Linked DNA regions of Danio rerio: all the other regions are linked to region 1. The links are chromatin contacts, called in public Micro-C maps. All regions are on one chromosome and are shown on one strand. Each heading gives the region's core, a stretch centred on a gene start, on an enhancer-like site or on the middle of the called end of the contact. The rest is flanking DNA. Distances are from core to core; before and after follow the strand shown. Region 1 holds the start of fam193a (family with sequence similarity 193 member A). Region 2 holds the start of arhgap10 (Rho GTPase activating protein 10). Region 3 overlaps arhgap10 (Rho GTPase activating protein 10).

Region 1 (4,676 bases), core at 1,108-3,607:
TTATCCATACAATTTACAGTGAAGAAAACTGTCAGCGCTGGTTGCCAGAAATGTATTCTTTAAAAATATGTTAAAACCTTAAAATGAATTTCAGTAATCTAACGTATTTCTATATATAACAGCGTTATACACCATGGTTTTGAAGTACTAACATCTACACATTGTTAAACAGGCAAAACCAGCATGTGGTGATGAGAATGCACATGATGAATCATCACAAGCAGAGAGACATACTAATGTATAGAAGGTCACACAACTAAACACCATGCAACACTTAAAATTAAAGCAATGAAAAAGTATTATCAAAATCAGATAAACACATAACCGATAAGAAAAAAGAGCCATAATAATGTCAGCAAAAAAAGGATAAAATGTCATGCAGAGAATTCAGTAAAATTTAAATTACAGTTATTGACCAGATATATTAAGGAAACACTGTTAACCGCTAACATATTTTACTGTAGCATTTTTACAGTTGTTGAAATTTTGGCCATGTTACAGTTCTTGTTTAACCATAGTTACAGAATTGCCACAACAGTTTCACGTGGATAAGAGGCCTAAAGAATTGAGAGGGGTCTGGATGCAGACCTGGTGCAGTGCAATCTGAGCTGCATCCAATATTTTTTAATGGACTTACCTAACCCCACCCCTAACCCTAACCCTAACCCACACAGTGATGTCACTCACTCCATTGTGTCTGACATTGCATCGCTGAGTGATGCAATGTCAGCTTGCATCATAAAGGCTGCATCCAGAATCTATTAAAAAAAATCTACACACCATTTCACCAGCAGCACAAGCCTGAACCACAGATGCAGGTTGGATTCATGCTTTTTGTATTAACACCCAATTTTTACCCTAATCTCCCAATGTTGCAGAAGAAACCAGTATTCTTCAAACCCTGTAACCTTCTCTCAACCATCTTTTGCATGTGTGAATTGTAGCTTCAGTTTTAGCAGACAGGGTTGCTTCTCTTCTGCTGTTGTTGCACATCTGCTTCAATGTTAGATGTTTTGTGCATTCTGTGTTGCGCTTTAGCAGCCCTTGGTTGTAATGAGTTCTCCTTTACATTTGCCTTTTTATCAGTTTGAACCAATCTGGACATTCTCATCTTACTTCTGGCATCTACAAGGAATCTTTGCTCATAGAATTGCCACTCTTTTGAAGCTCTCTCTCTCTCTCTTCTTTCTCTCTCTCTCTCTCTCTCTCTCTCTCTCTCTCTCTATCTCTCTCTATCTCTCTCTCTCTCTCTCGTCTCTGTAGAACCTACATGGTTGTCCATTAAAATTCCAGAAGCTTCGCACAGTTTGCGAATAATATAATATATATATTAATACATGTATTTGAGGCAAAGATAAGATACATAATGCAAAAAAAATAATAATAATCTAAGATTTTAATGATTATATTTTACAGTAAAATGTAAAAAAAAATCAAACGTACATTTTCAGTGTTTTAGGTAGTTTTTAATCAATCTTTTAAATGTTAAAGATTAAATTTGTTGTTTGGGCAGCATAAAGTACACTTTTCTTATCAATAACGTGTGTTTGAGTTTTTTTTCTTGCATAATACATATTAAGAAAAGGCACCTATTTGGTGGAATGTGTTATTACTAGTTTCGTATTAGTTATTATTATTAATTACTCTTTATGTTATTTAACGCTTATTTTCTAAAAACATATTTACGTTATAAACTCTAGTAACAAAGAATAAAAGAAACTACACGTACAGTAGCATTTGCTGCACCACAATCAAAAATTCATGAATTTTTAATGGGCTTTAGTATGGGGGAAATTTGACCCATGGATCACAGGTGAGGAAGCTGAGAGAAGCCAGAAATATCTCTAACAAACACCACATTCATTTTATAAATAGCCTGAGTGAATTGAGCAGTCAACTATTTTGTATAATAACTGCAGAATAGCCTCATATACTGTTATATCAACGTAAAATGGCGCCATCTAATGATATTTCCGACTATGGCGATTGGAAAATAACAAAAAATAAATAGGCAAAATAGATAAAATACATATTTACTATACCATAAAATCATAAAATAAGAATTAGAAAAACAAAAACAACAACTGTAAAACTCAAAAGCTGGATGGGAAATAAAATAATTTAAATGATTGATAAAGAGCTTCTTTCGATTACACAGAAATTATATTTATATTTTCATACACAATTCCTTAAGGACTTGCATTTTTTAACAACCACATTCACCGAGCACCAACACACAACATGTAAACAAACCTTGTTTGCGTTTTCTTGTGACTCGAATACCCACAAGCCCCAAGCGCACCCCATTGCGTCATGTCGTAAACGCCATTGGCCAATTCCTGTTGAGTCGGCCATATTGGAATTTGAAGTCTGCTATACTGTGAGCAGGTCGGCAGGCTCTTAGATTATATCTCTCAAAACAGCTACATTTTAACCGTATCAGCAGCGCCAGAGCCTGGCATTGCACCCGAGACCCCGCGGTTTACTGACGGAACGCTGTCGGGGATTTTCGTGGGCTGGAAATGAGTCCTACAGACGCCAAACGCGGAGCGAAGCGCAGGAAGAATAAGCGGGGCGGCGGCGCAGGGAAGGCCGGAGCTCCGCCAACACCCTCCAGCAGCAGTGCACACGGAGACCCGAGCACCATCCCCAGCCTCAACGGAGAGGTGAGCCGCGACTTGGGCATGCGGGGCGGTTAATAGTGCATCAGAGTTTGACTACAGTGTAGTTTAGTTCACAATTCTTGTTAATGCAGGCCTAGGAGAGCTACTGGAGCTGATCTCACGTTTACATGGAGCCCGAGCTGAGCTCCTCTGATCTGGAGCTTTAATCTTAAACAGTTCCTGGTCTGATCACAGAAACATGGGAGGAAAACTGTAGAGACGTGCGGAAAGGATGTTCAGAGGGTTTTCGTGCAGTGTATGTGGAAGTTTGAATAAATTTTGTGTCACTAGAAGTGTTGTGAAGCTAACTTGACAAGCGCTATATGCTGTAAGCTGAAGTGTTTACAGATGTAACGTTATTTGAATGTTTATGATGTTATCATCCTTACTTAATGGAAAAAAAGTAGCAATAAATATAGCCTTTTAACCGAAAGTGTCACTGTTCATGAACTGCTTTCCACTGTAGATAACAGGTAAAAAGACCTAATGCTAAATCCCACCATGTGTTTTGCCATTTACGATCAAATGGTTCTCATTGCAAGTGCTCATTCATTTGTTTTTCTAAAAGGAAATGTCAGACTTATTATGTATTCTAAAACATTTATGTATTTACTTATTTATTCTGTCATTTATTAATGCAACAACTGCCCTTCTGAACTCCAGTAGTGGTGTCAGGTATGAACAAACCGGAAGTGCTTCAAAATAATCAGCGTAAATGTCAACAAACCCTTTTATACGCCTGTCAGTGGTTTTTAGTTGAGGCTTGTGCAAAGTTTGTCCTTTGGAAATAAATGTGATATTATGTAATGTCACTTAGCTGAGTTAGCTCTTACTTTATATAGACATGTGCTGATGATATTCAGTAATATACAGTAGTGTAAAGGAACAAATTAAGAATACTCAAATTACTGTAATTAAGTAGTTTTTCTTAAGAATTATAATTTACTTAGTAGTATTAAAAACGTGTACTTTTAATTTCCTTTGAGTACATCTTTAGTGCTGTATCGGTACTTTTATTCCATTACTTTCCTTCAAACTGCAGTCACTAACAAATTTTTTTTGTCTATGGCGATTAAAAAACGTCCAATTTAAAATCAAACAAATATCAATGTCTAATGATGTTAAAACTTGTGTGGACGTTACCACTGACATTCATCCGATGTTGCATTTTGGTTGCCATACCTGACAAATAAATGTCAGTATTTCAAATCAATAGGATGTTGGTTTAAGATGTTGGCTTAACGTTGGACTTTGGTCACTTTCTAACACAATTTAAAATCAACCAAAAACCATCATAATTTGACGTTGTTATTGGACATCAAAATAACATTGTACTTACTATACGTTCACACCGAAAGTAGCAGGAACGTCAAAGTAGCTGAAAGTCATTAATTTTCAATGGGAGCTGGCATTGAGGAGCAGTGTCGTGCGTCTTCGCCAATGTGGGCGTCGGGGAGAGTTGAAATAAAGCAAATTTTATGGTAATGAGCTATAGTAATAATAAACTATAGCAGACAGTGTTGTCGCCAGGGCGGCCAGAGCGACCTTTGATGCTCTCACTGCCTTCGGTGTGAACGTGCAATTAGACGCTGGCTAGACACTGAATTTTTGTCACCTGAAGTCATGACCTAAATCTATCCAAATATTAGCATCTTATGGCATTGTGTGCCTGGTGGGCAATAACTAAATGCACTACAGAATGTTACGTTTACACAAATCCACAAAATAGATGTAAATGCATCAGCATTCTACAGCGTAATACTCGCTACTCACTACTCTTGAGTACTTTTGAAAGATTTACTTTTTACTCATATTTGAGTAGTATTTACAACAGATGCTTTTATTTGCACTACATTTTTAGAAAAGTAATGGTACTTTTACTTTAGTATGATTTTGCAGTACTGTTTTTCACCACTGGTAATGCAATACAACGTGAAGATGCTTGATATTGTTATCTTATGTAAGCCTTTAGAATGTCTTTTAAGAACATACAGATTGTTGTATTTGCAGTAG
Region 2 (4,676 bases), core at 799-3,298, 510 kb before region 1:
ATTTAAAATATAGATTTTTATTATTTAAACGTATTTTAATAGAAAACAGCTATTTAAAATAGCAAAATATTATTTAATATGTCTGTATTTGTGATCAAATAAATACACTCCTGTAAGAAACAAAATGTAATATTAACCATAAATCTTTGAACCAAAGTGTTTACTTTATACACTAATTATAGATATGCAAGTACAATTTGTAAAAAAAAAAAAATAAATAAATAATATATTTTTTTATAATGTATATATATATATATATATATTTGTTATCTTAAAACCACTAAACAACAAGAGCAAGACCAGGCAATAAATAAATGAATAAAAATAAACAAAACCTGAAGAGGTGCTCTCCCATGCTGTTCACTATAATCTCATCTACAGGAAACAATTCCATAGCTTGTTCATAGCAATCAAAGAGGTCCTGGATACGTCCAAGAGAGTCCAGCTCTTCTGCCCATTTAAACAAGGTAAATCTAAATGACTCCTGTAAATACAAAAAAAAAAAAAAAAAAGCGTTAAAAAAACTTTAAAAAAATGTTTGAATCTATATCAAAAATAAATCACTAAACTCCACATTTCTGTACTCCACAGACTGATCAGAAATTAAACAGTGATTAAATAATTAAGGAGGGATGGAAGAAAAAAAAAGTTACATTAGCAAAGTCTTTCAAAGCTGGAGCAAGGTTGAGAACTAACAGATAGTGAACAAAAGCAGTGCCATAGTCCTCACTGAACAGACACTGCTGAGCACTTTCCAAGGATCTTGACACCAGCTCATTTCTTGCAGCATCTTCCCTCTGAGCTCGTCTATGACGCCTCGTTCTCTTTGGTCTTGTAGTGGCATTAGGCATCTCTTCTGTGAAGGACAAAATCAAGATCACAAACAACTGGTTAATTGAAAAAAAATGCATTGCAAATATTAATAATAACAATAATGATAAATAAATAAATAATGAAAAATAAACTTCAATTAATAAGTAAATAGTCAAATAATTTAAAATATCAAAAGTATTTTTGCCATGTCTATTATAACTTCCCAAACATTCTTAAATCAATATACATCTACCTAATCAAAAATATCTTAAGAATTGATTTCTGAAAAAAAGTTCAATAAATAAATAAACAAAGTTCATCACTGCTTATTTATTGTTTATGAACTTTCTTTTTAGTTTTTCCATTTGTGTTTGTTCCATTTGTGTCAGTTTAGGTATACTGGAGTAAGTAGTTCTGTAAAGTAACTTATATGTGACCAAACAACGATCTGAAAATGACTCGTTTTTAATTAAGAATTGCCTTTCATTAATAGTTTATATGAAAAAAAAAACGTTTCCATGCAGCAGAATAAAACCACTACATCAAATATTGTAGAAATACGAAACCAGAATTGTTGCATTTTCCATTTAACATGCATAATTTTATATTTCATCCACCATCACTCTTTCAATATTTTCTATTTTTATTAAGGAGATAACGTTGATTTACAGCTTATTTTACCTGTTTCCGCTTGCTAGTTTTCAGAATTCAAGCGACTCCAACCTGTCGCTGGATTTACACTCTAAACTGCGCTTTAAACATATTTCAAATATCTCTATATATATAATAATAAAACAGCTTTTCTCCTAAAGCTCTGCTTCTGCACTGCACTGCAGGTCCGTTCCGTTTAAACACGCCGACGGAAACAACATCCGCTATTTTAGAGTTCCACATATCATTTTCACACTCTACTGACTCCGATAAAGCCACTCGTCTTGTCTTATTAAAATATTTACGTAGAAAACAAAAATAGAATTATCCTGAGTGATTTACATGACTACATAAGCTATATGTGTAAATTCCCATAGCATCACTGCCCACACTCCGTTGTTCCCCCTCAAAAAAATCCCGATTTTCCAGAGAGCCAAGCGTGATGACGTGATGGCAGAAAAAGCCCCGGAGTCCTGCACGCGGGAGGAGACTCGCGCTCGACTGTCATTCGCGGACCAAAAACCACACTGGATATTATTACCTCTATTTCAAGCGATATCGGTGTAGCCCAGAGCTGTTTTATCTTATCATACACGAGTTTAAACCCGGGATTTACTTAATCCAGCCAGGACTAAGTTTACTCGTGCGCCTTTGGAAAGAGTTCCATTCCCAAGAGGAGTCCCGACGCGTTTAACGTTAGTCTTCCTAAAATACACGAGCACGCGTTAGAAACGACTTTTTAACAACAGCCTTTTTATTCAGCTTCTTGATTTGACCATTTTTTGTATTTATTCATTCGCTGGTCTCTTTGTAACGGGATTTAAACGCTAGCTAGTCTTTAAACTAGCTGAGTCCAGTAAAAATGGGTTTACACCCGTTGGAGTTCAGTGAATGTTACCTGGACAGTCCTGCTTTCAGGGACAAAATCAAAGCTCATGAAGCAGAGCTGGAAAAAACAGGCAGATTCATCAAAGAGTTGTACAAAGATGGAAAGAATCTCATCAATGCCACCAAACGTAAGTGTCCTGTCATTTTGGCTCTGCTTTAAAATCCATAAAGAATTGTGTATCAAATGAAGAGACAATTTTCCATTTAGTCAATGTTTTATTCATGTTATACAAGTGTAATTTAATATCAACAACTCCAATCAGGACGTTTTTGTGTGTTTGGTCAAGGTCATCACCATGTCATTACTGTTTCCACTACTCGAGAGGTTAAAAAACTGCTAGGTTAAAAAAGCACACCGTTCATTTGGTGTATATAAAATGAGCTTGCGTGGCATAACACTTGCTGACCTCACCCGTTTTTTTTTGTGTGTGTTATGATTCACACTAATTATGTGCAAATCGTCAGGTGTTTCAAGTTTGCATTTTGATCAGTTTGCATTAAGGATCTTTGCAGCACTCAAGTCAGCTGTTTTAAAAGGCAGTATAAGCTTTCTCAAGTCAAATCAGCAGTTCTGTATGTTTCTTATGAGGCTTATCACCTTTGTCATGTGACCCTCTTCTTCACCTCCACGTGTTTGGCCTATTGTAAACATTTCATGACTATTGGCCTGTGTGTGGATTTATTCATGTCGGCTTTTTTCCGAGAGTTTAGAAGCGAGCAGGAAAAAAAGGCTAAAAATAAACCTGTGTTTTATGTCTTGGATGTTCAGACCATTTTTGGACTTGTTTGAATTATTAGGGTCTGGTTTGACTTATCTTTACTATGAGTATTTGTTCTGATAGCATGACGTATTTTTGCAAATGAGAAAAAGATGACTTGCGGCATGTTTATTTTATATTGGGTGTTTCGTTTCTCTTTTTCTTTTTCGAATTGTTTCACAGTTCCCAGATTATGGTCTACTGTATGGCTAAATTAAGATGTGCAGGCCTGAAGAATCATGATGCATATGCCCACACAACCACTGCCCACATCATAATGATGGCCTGGTTAGCTTAGTTTTACTTGGCTTAAAGTGTAGGAAACATAAAACAAAAACCAGCAACCAGTAATAACACACTTCTCTGATAATTTGACCATTGCTAGAATCTTAGGTTATTTAGTTAACTCAAGATTCCTTCAAGAAATTATTAGACAAGCAAATGACAAGCGAATTTGTATGTGTTGTTTTATTATGTGTTGTGATATTATTATTATTATTATTATTATTATTAGGGCTGGGCAATTTAGCCTAAAAAATCTCGAAGTGAAAATTAATAACTAGCACTTTTGGAAACAAAATCAATTGTTGTCAATGTTCTTTATATTAAAAGTTTAAAATAAGCAGTATTACTTCTAAATAAAATAACTTGTGTATATCCTGTAAATAATATTTTCAATGGCAGATTTCTTGCATCCACTGTAAACAAATGTTTTCATTCATTCATTTATTTTATTTTCGGCTTAGTCCCTTTATTAATCTGGGGTTGCCACTGCGGAATGAACCGCCAACTTATCTAGCATATGTTTTACGCAGCGGGTGCCCTTACAATTGCAACCCATCACTGGGAAGCACCCATACACACTCTTTCACAGTCATACACTATGGACAATTTTAGCTTGCCCACTTCAACTATATCGCATGTCTTTGGACCTTTGGGGGGGGGGGGTTTGGAGAACCGGAGCACACAGAGGAATATAATCAAATAATCACCCAGCCCCAATTATTATTATTATTACTATTACTGTTATTTTTATTATTGTCATTAATGGCGATGTCAATCAGTAGGTCTCTCATTCATATTGGGGTAATGTTGGATTTATATTAGCACATTCTAACTCTCTCCTTAATAATATAATTTCAGAAAAGTATTCTTTGCAATATATAGCCTATTGACATCATATTAGCAGGCACTCGCTATCGAAGTAGGATACAACAGTTCACAGTCCATTAAAATAGTGCTGCTAATATTGTTTTGAAGTCATGTTTGCATGGGATTTCAAACTGAATATTTGAAGTAGCATGGTAAATAATATAGGAAGCAAGTTATCACTAAACGAATGTGTGAATATAAAACCAGCTTTACCTCAGTCTCATTCATTTGGTGGTTGTACATAATTAAATCATAGGTAAAAGATTTTATTTAACAGATCACTCAGTTTTGAGTGCTTTTCATTTTACCTCCATAAATGTGTCAGTGCACTTCTGAAATTATATAAAAAAAGAAAAAAGAGCTTGCAGTAATCATCATGTTTACCAAAGAAACACATTTTTGATATCTCGAAGT
Region 3 (4,676 bases), core at 1,221-3,720, 430 kb before region 1:
CTCTTCCATCCTCTCCAACCCTCACAAAATGCTTTAGGAGTTGGTGCAGTTGCACAGCTATGAGGGATGGAGAGGGAAAAGCCAAATGTTGCCATGTCAATTGAAATGGAATTAGAGAGGTGATTAATTGTCGTCTCTTTATGGCATGTTCATTTCAGAGTGCAGCTTTTAGTGCTACACTGGCATCTCTAGATCTGAAGTTTGCTCTTAAATGAATAAAAGAGTTGTTACCGCTTTTTAAAATGCTCAGATTTTGTTTTCATTTATTCATTTTCTTTTCGGCTTAGTATCTTTATCAGGGGTTGCCACAGCAGAATGAGCTGCCAACTTATGCAGCATATGCTTTACACAGTGAATGCCCTTCCAGCTGCAACTCATCACTGGAAAACATCCATACACACTCATTCAGACATACACTACGGCCAATTTAGCTTATTCAATTCATCTATAGTGCATGCCTTTGGATTTGTGGGGGGAAATCAGAGCACCCAGAGGAAACCCATGCAAACATGGGGAGAACATGCAAACTCCACACAGAAATGAAAACTGACCCAGCCGAGGTTCAAGCCAGCGACTTTCTTGCTGCAAGGCGATCGTGCTACCCACTGCGCCACCATCATGGCAGATGTAGTTTCAAACATGTATTTAAGTATGTCCTGTGATAGCAAAGTTAAATTAGTTTAGGAGCACCCATGATCCTACAATAATAGTAAAAATATTGGTGATATTTTTTGCGTAAGAATCACCAAAATTTACTATAATAAAAAAGGAAACATTATGAATATATAATATATCTACAGTAAATGTTAATCAGTTTATTGTGCCTTTGCTGAAAAATTTAGTATTTTATCGGTATTAAAAAAATTACTTATTGACTTCAATTTATTGACTTCAATCTAGATGTGCATTGCTTCAGATGTGTTGCGAGACTGCTGTCTGTGTGTGATAGTCTTACTAGCCAATTGAGTGATCACACTTGCATTCTGCCCAATCAGAATTGCACAACTGCATGCGGAACACCCACAATAAAAAACAAACAATCAGGAAAGCGCGGACAAGTGGGCCGTTTGCTGCTTCTTAAGCTTTAATAGCACTTTAAAAACAGGACATTTGTAATATGAGAATATTTTAGTTTCAAAGTCACAGACACCAAAAAAAAAAAAAAAAAAAAAACCCAGATAATTTGTAAAAGTGTCATAGACTTGTTGCCACAGTACGATAAAATACAACAACCAGCATCTAAAAAGCTAAAAAGTCAATTGAATGTATTGCCAGGGACACTTAATCTAGTAGCAGGCAAAAACAAAATACAGTTTCAAAGTACAATTGGTTGTTTCAGCCATGTTAGTTTGCTGAGTGTTCTTTATTTTTATAAAATTATTGTTTTTATTTTGTTTTTATAAAAAGCTACACTATCTCCCTCGTTTGAGTTCAACTTGTTTACAAGAAAGGTTAGGTAAGATTATTTGTTTAATATCTGAATATTTATAATTTAATTTGAATAAATGTAAAATTGAATTTTAGCAGTAAGAAGCCACGATACAGATTATTGAGCTAAAGCTTGACTCGCAAATCAACTCGAAACCACAATATCTGTCCAAAAAATTGCAAGTAGATATTTTCACTAAATCGCACAGCCCTAATCAATCAATTACATATATATATATATATATATATATATATATATATATATATATATATATATATATATATATATATATATATATATATATATATATATATATATACATATAGAAAAAATGCATTCACCATCATCTTTTTTTTTTCATTATTTTTTCCATTTGAGTCATTCATCATGCAGGTTTTCAATTTACCCTTTAAATTAGGAAACATATTAACAGGAATAAAAAAAAGATAGGAAATCTTGAGACAAATCAAGTTTTAGATTTTTCTGCCAACCTTCTCCTCCCTAATGTAAGTTATTTATGTCATAAATCAACCTCTCTCTCTCTCTCATTTTGTAATGTCTATAAATATTACAGCTAGAGTGAATTAGGCAGTGATCATTGGCAGTGAGATTGAAGATTGTGTTTATACTTTATAATTGGAGGCAAACTGCATTTACTGTCAGAATCAAAACACCCTATCAAACTCAATTGTTTATAAAATGCGAGTCAGTTCTTTTCTTATATTTATCGTGATTATTGTTTAATTTAATTTCTGCTTTTCTTTGTGTGTTTGTGTGTGTAGTGTTGCTGCCAACAGCAAACAGAACCTGATGACGGTGGCGAATCTAGGTGTAGTGTTTGGCCCCACACTCATGAGGCCACAGGAAGAAACCGTTGCAGCCATAATGGACCTCAAGTTCCAGAACATTGTGGTGGAAATTCTCATAGAACAGCATGAAAAGGTGAGCGACAAGTTACACATAATGAGTGAGTTTTATTTATTGATTTTCAAACTCTCTAACGTTATGCTATACTAAAGTTGAAGTACTTTTATCTGCAGCCAGCAGGGGGAGCTATGTGTTTTTTGACTGGCCGCTATTTAGTTGGCTTCTCTTTCTGATGGCTCAAATACAGTTGGAGCAACATTCTCATTTGACTAAAATACAGGTTAAAACACTGACTTAATCAGCTTTAGTAACAGTAATCTGGTTAATCCTTAAATGGGGTTCATTCTGAGGGACAAAGGCAAAAAGAGTGGGATTACTTCATAATCTCTGAATTATTTAGCCTACATCTGAAACGGGGTGATGAATTGCTTTCATACTATGTGCAATGTTGTGACAGATTATCATATTTCAGTTCAGCTTTCAAAATAAACACTGGCATCTATTAGTCACTTTGGCTGATTAGATCTTTGCAAATTTTTTTAGGGTTGCCTAAAGTTGTTTATTTAATAATAATAAATAAAAAATGTAACAGTAATATAATAAAACAAAATGTTCAATAATAATAATAACATTATTATTATTATTATTATTATTATTATTGTTGTTGTTGTTGTTGTTTAAAAAACGTTTTATTATTATATTTATTTATTATTATTATTATTATTATTATTATTATTATTATTACTAATAATAATATTACTATTATTAAAAGTTTTGTTATTTTATTTGTGTATTATTATTTTATTTTAAGGTTTTGCTTTATTAAAACTATTATTAATCAAAGTTTTGTTGAATATTAATTTATTTGTTTATTATTCTCATTATTATCGCTATTATTATTATTGTTGTTATTATTAACCGATTTGTTTTATTATGTTATTGTTACATTTTTTCATTTTATTTGTTCATTATTACTATTATTTTTTTTTAAAGTTTAAGCTTTGTTTTATTATTATTATTACTATTATTATTATTATTATTATTATTATTATTATTATTATTATTATTATTATTATTATTATTATTTGACGCTTTGGTTTATTTTATTAGTTTATTATTATTATTTGTTTGTTTGTTTAAGTTTTGAATTGTATTATTATTAGTAGTAGTATTATTATTACTATTATTATTATTATTATTATTATTATTATTAATATTATTAAAAGTTTTGTTTTATTTTATTTGTTTATTATAATTTGTTCATTTTAAGTTATTATTTATGCATTCATTCATTCATTCATTCATTCATTCATTCATTCATTTTCTTTTCGGCTTATTCCCTTTATTAATCTGGGGTTGCCACAGCAGAATCCAGCATTTATTTTTTACGCAGCAGATACCCTTTCAACCGCAACTCATCACTGGGAAACCCATACACACTCATTCGCAGACATACATACACTATGGACAATTTTGCTTACCATTATTATTATATATATTTTTAATATTACTATTAAAATGTTTTAGTATTATTATTATTATTATTATTATTATTATTATTATTATTAAAGTTTGAATAGCTGGGCTTCCAGCTAACTCTATCATGCCTCTTCAACTGCTCCAGAATGCAGCAGCACGAGTGGTCTTCAATGAACCTAAACGAGCACATGTCACTTCGCTGCTAGTCCGTTTGCACTGGCTGCCAGTTGCTGCTCCCATCAAATTCAAAGCTCTGATGTTTGCCTACAAAGTGACTTCTGGTCTTGCTCCTTCTTATCTGCTCTCACTTCTGCAGATCTATGTGCCCTCCAGAAACTTGCGTTCTGTGAATGAACGTCGCCTCGTGGTTCCATCCCAAAGAGGGAAGAAATCACTTTCGCAAACGCTCACGCTCACTGAGTCAATCGCTACTTTCAAGAAACGACTAAAAACTCAACTATTTAGTCTCCACTTCACTTCCTAATCTGCAATTGCCTCTCTGAATATCACACTAACTGTACCCAAAAAAAAAAAAAAAATTCCTAATACTACTAATACTTCCCTTCTTAGACTTTACAGACCTGAAACTTGCCTATAGCACTTATTCATTGTTGCTCTTAGTTGTGTAAATTGCTTCCTTGTCCTCATTTGTAAGTCGCTTTGGATAAAAGCATCTGCTAAATGACTAAATGTAAATGTAAATGAATATAAGAACAGCTCTCTACTCTAGCAATCAAACTCTAAAATGTTGTTGATATTAACTTTGCTTTAAATAAACATTGTAATGGATATATTTAAAAGACAGAAAGTGGTGATGTGTATGTTAAAATATCATCGAATCATAATCATGCAAGAGATTTGTAAAACATCTGAAAATGCTGATTCATCCAAATCAAAACAT

The links. A called contact is a pair of places that touch in the nucleus more often than the background predicts.
Region 2: a contact with region 1 is called in a Micro-C map of caudal fin, with 4 times the contacts expected there. The contact joins the promoter of arhgap10 here to the promoter of fam193a in region 1. A contact is called at or near these places in 2 of 18 Hi-C or Micro-C datasets (caudal fin and hematopoietic stem cells) and 1 of 4 datasets of contacts at active chromatin or transcription factors (embryo).
Region 3: a Micro-C map of caudal fin shows a contact between it and region 1, with 4 times the contacts expected there. The contact joins the enhancer-like site here to the promoter of fam193a in region 1. A contact is called at or near these places in 2 of 18 Hi-C or Micro-C datasets (caudal fin and hematopoietic stem cells) and 1 of 4 datasets of contacts at active chromatin or transcription factors (embryo).

What each region holds. Positions count from the first base shown.
Region 1 is chr1:40,404,960-40,409,635 of GRCz12tu, forward strand. fam193a (family with sequence similarity 193 member A) reads left to right here and starts at 2,358. Exons shown (of 23, transcript NM_001328395.1): 1 at 2,358-2,666. The coding sequence starts at 2,523.
Region 2 is chr1:39,893,385-39,898,060 of GRCz12tu, forward strand. It overlaps arhgap10 (Rho GTPase activating protein 10), which reads left to right and starts at 2,049. Exons shown (of 23, transcript NM_001045250.1): 1 at 2,049-2,480. The coding sequence starts at 2,327. It overlaps prmt9 (protein arginine methyltransferase 9), which reads right to left and starts at 2,120. Exons shown (of 13, transcript NM_001130767.1): 1 at 2,006-2,120; 2 at 654-856; 3 at 336-484. The coding sequence starts at 851.
Region 3 is chr1:39,978,066-39,982,741 of GRCz12tu, forward strand. It overlaps arhgap10 (Rho GTPase activating protein 10), which reads left to right. Exons shown (of 23, transcript NM_001045250.1): 18 at 2,212-2,371. Among named protein-coding and RNA genes, the nearest start is that of prmt9, 85 kb to the left of the region's middle. Within about 2 kb of position 2,471, at least 1 of the 62 cell types and tissues checked has an H3K27ac peak or open chromatin away from gene starts, as enhancers often do. A contact at or near this core is called in caudal fin, where this site is marked.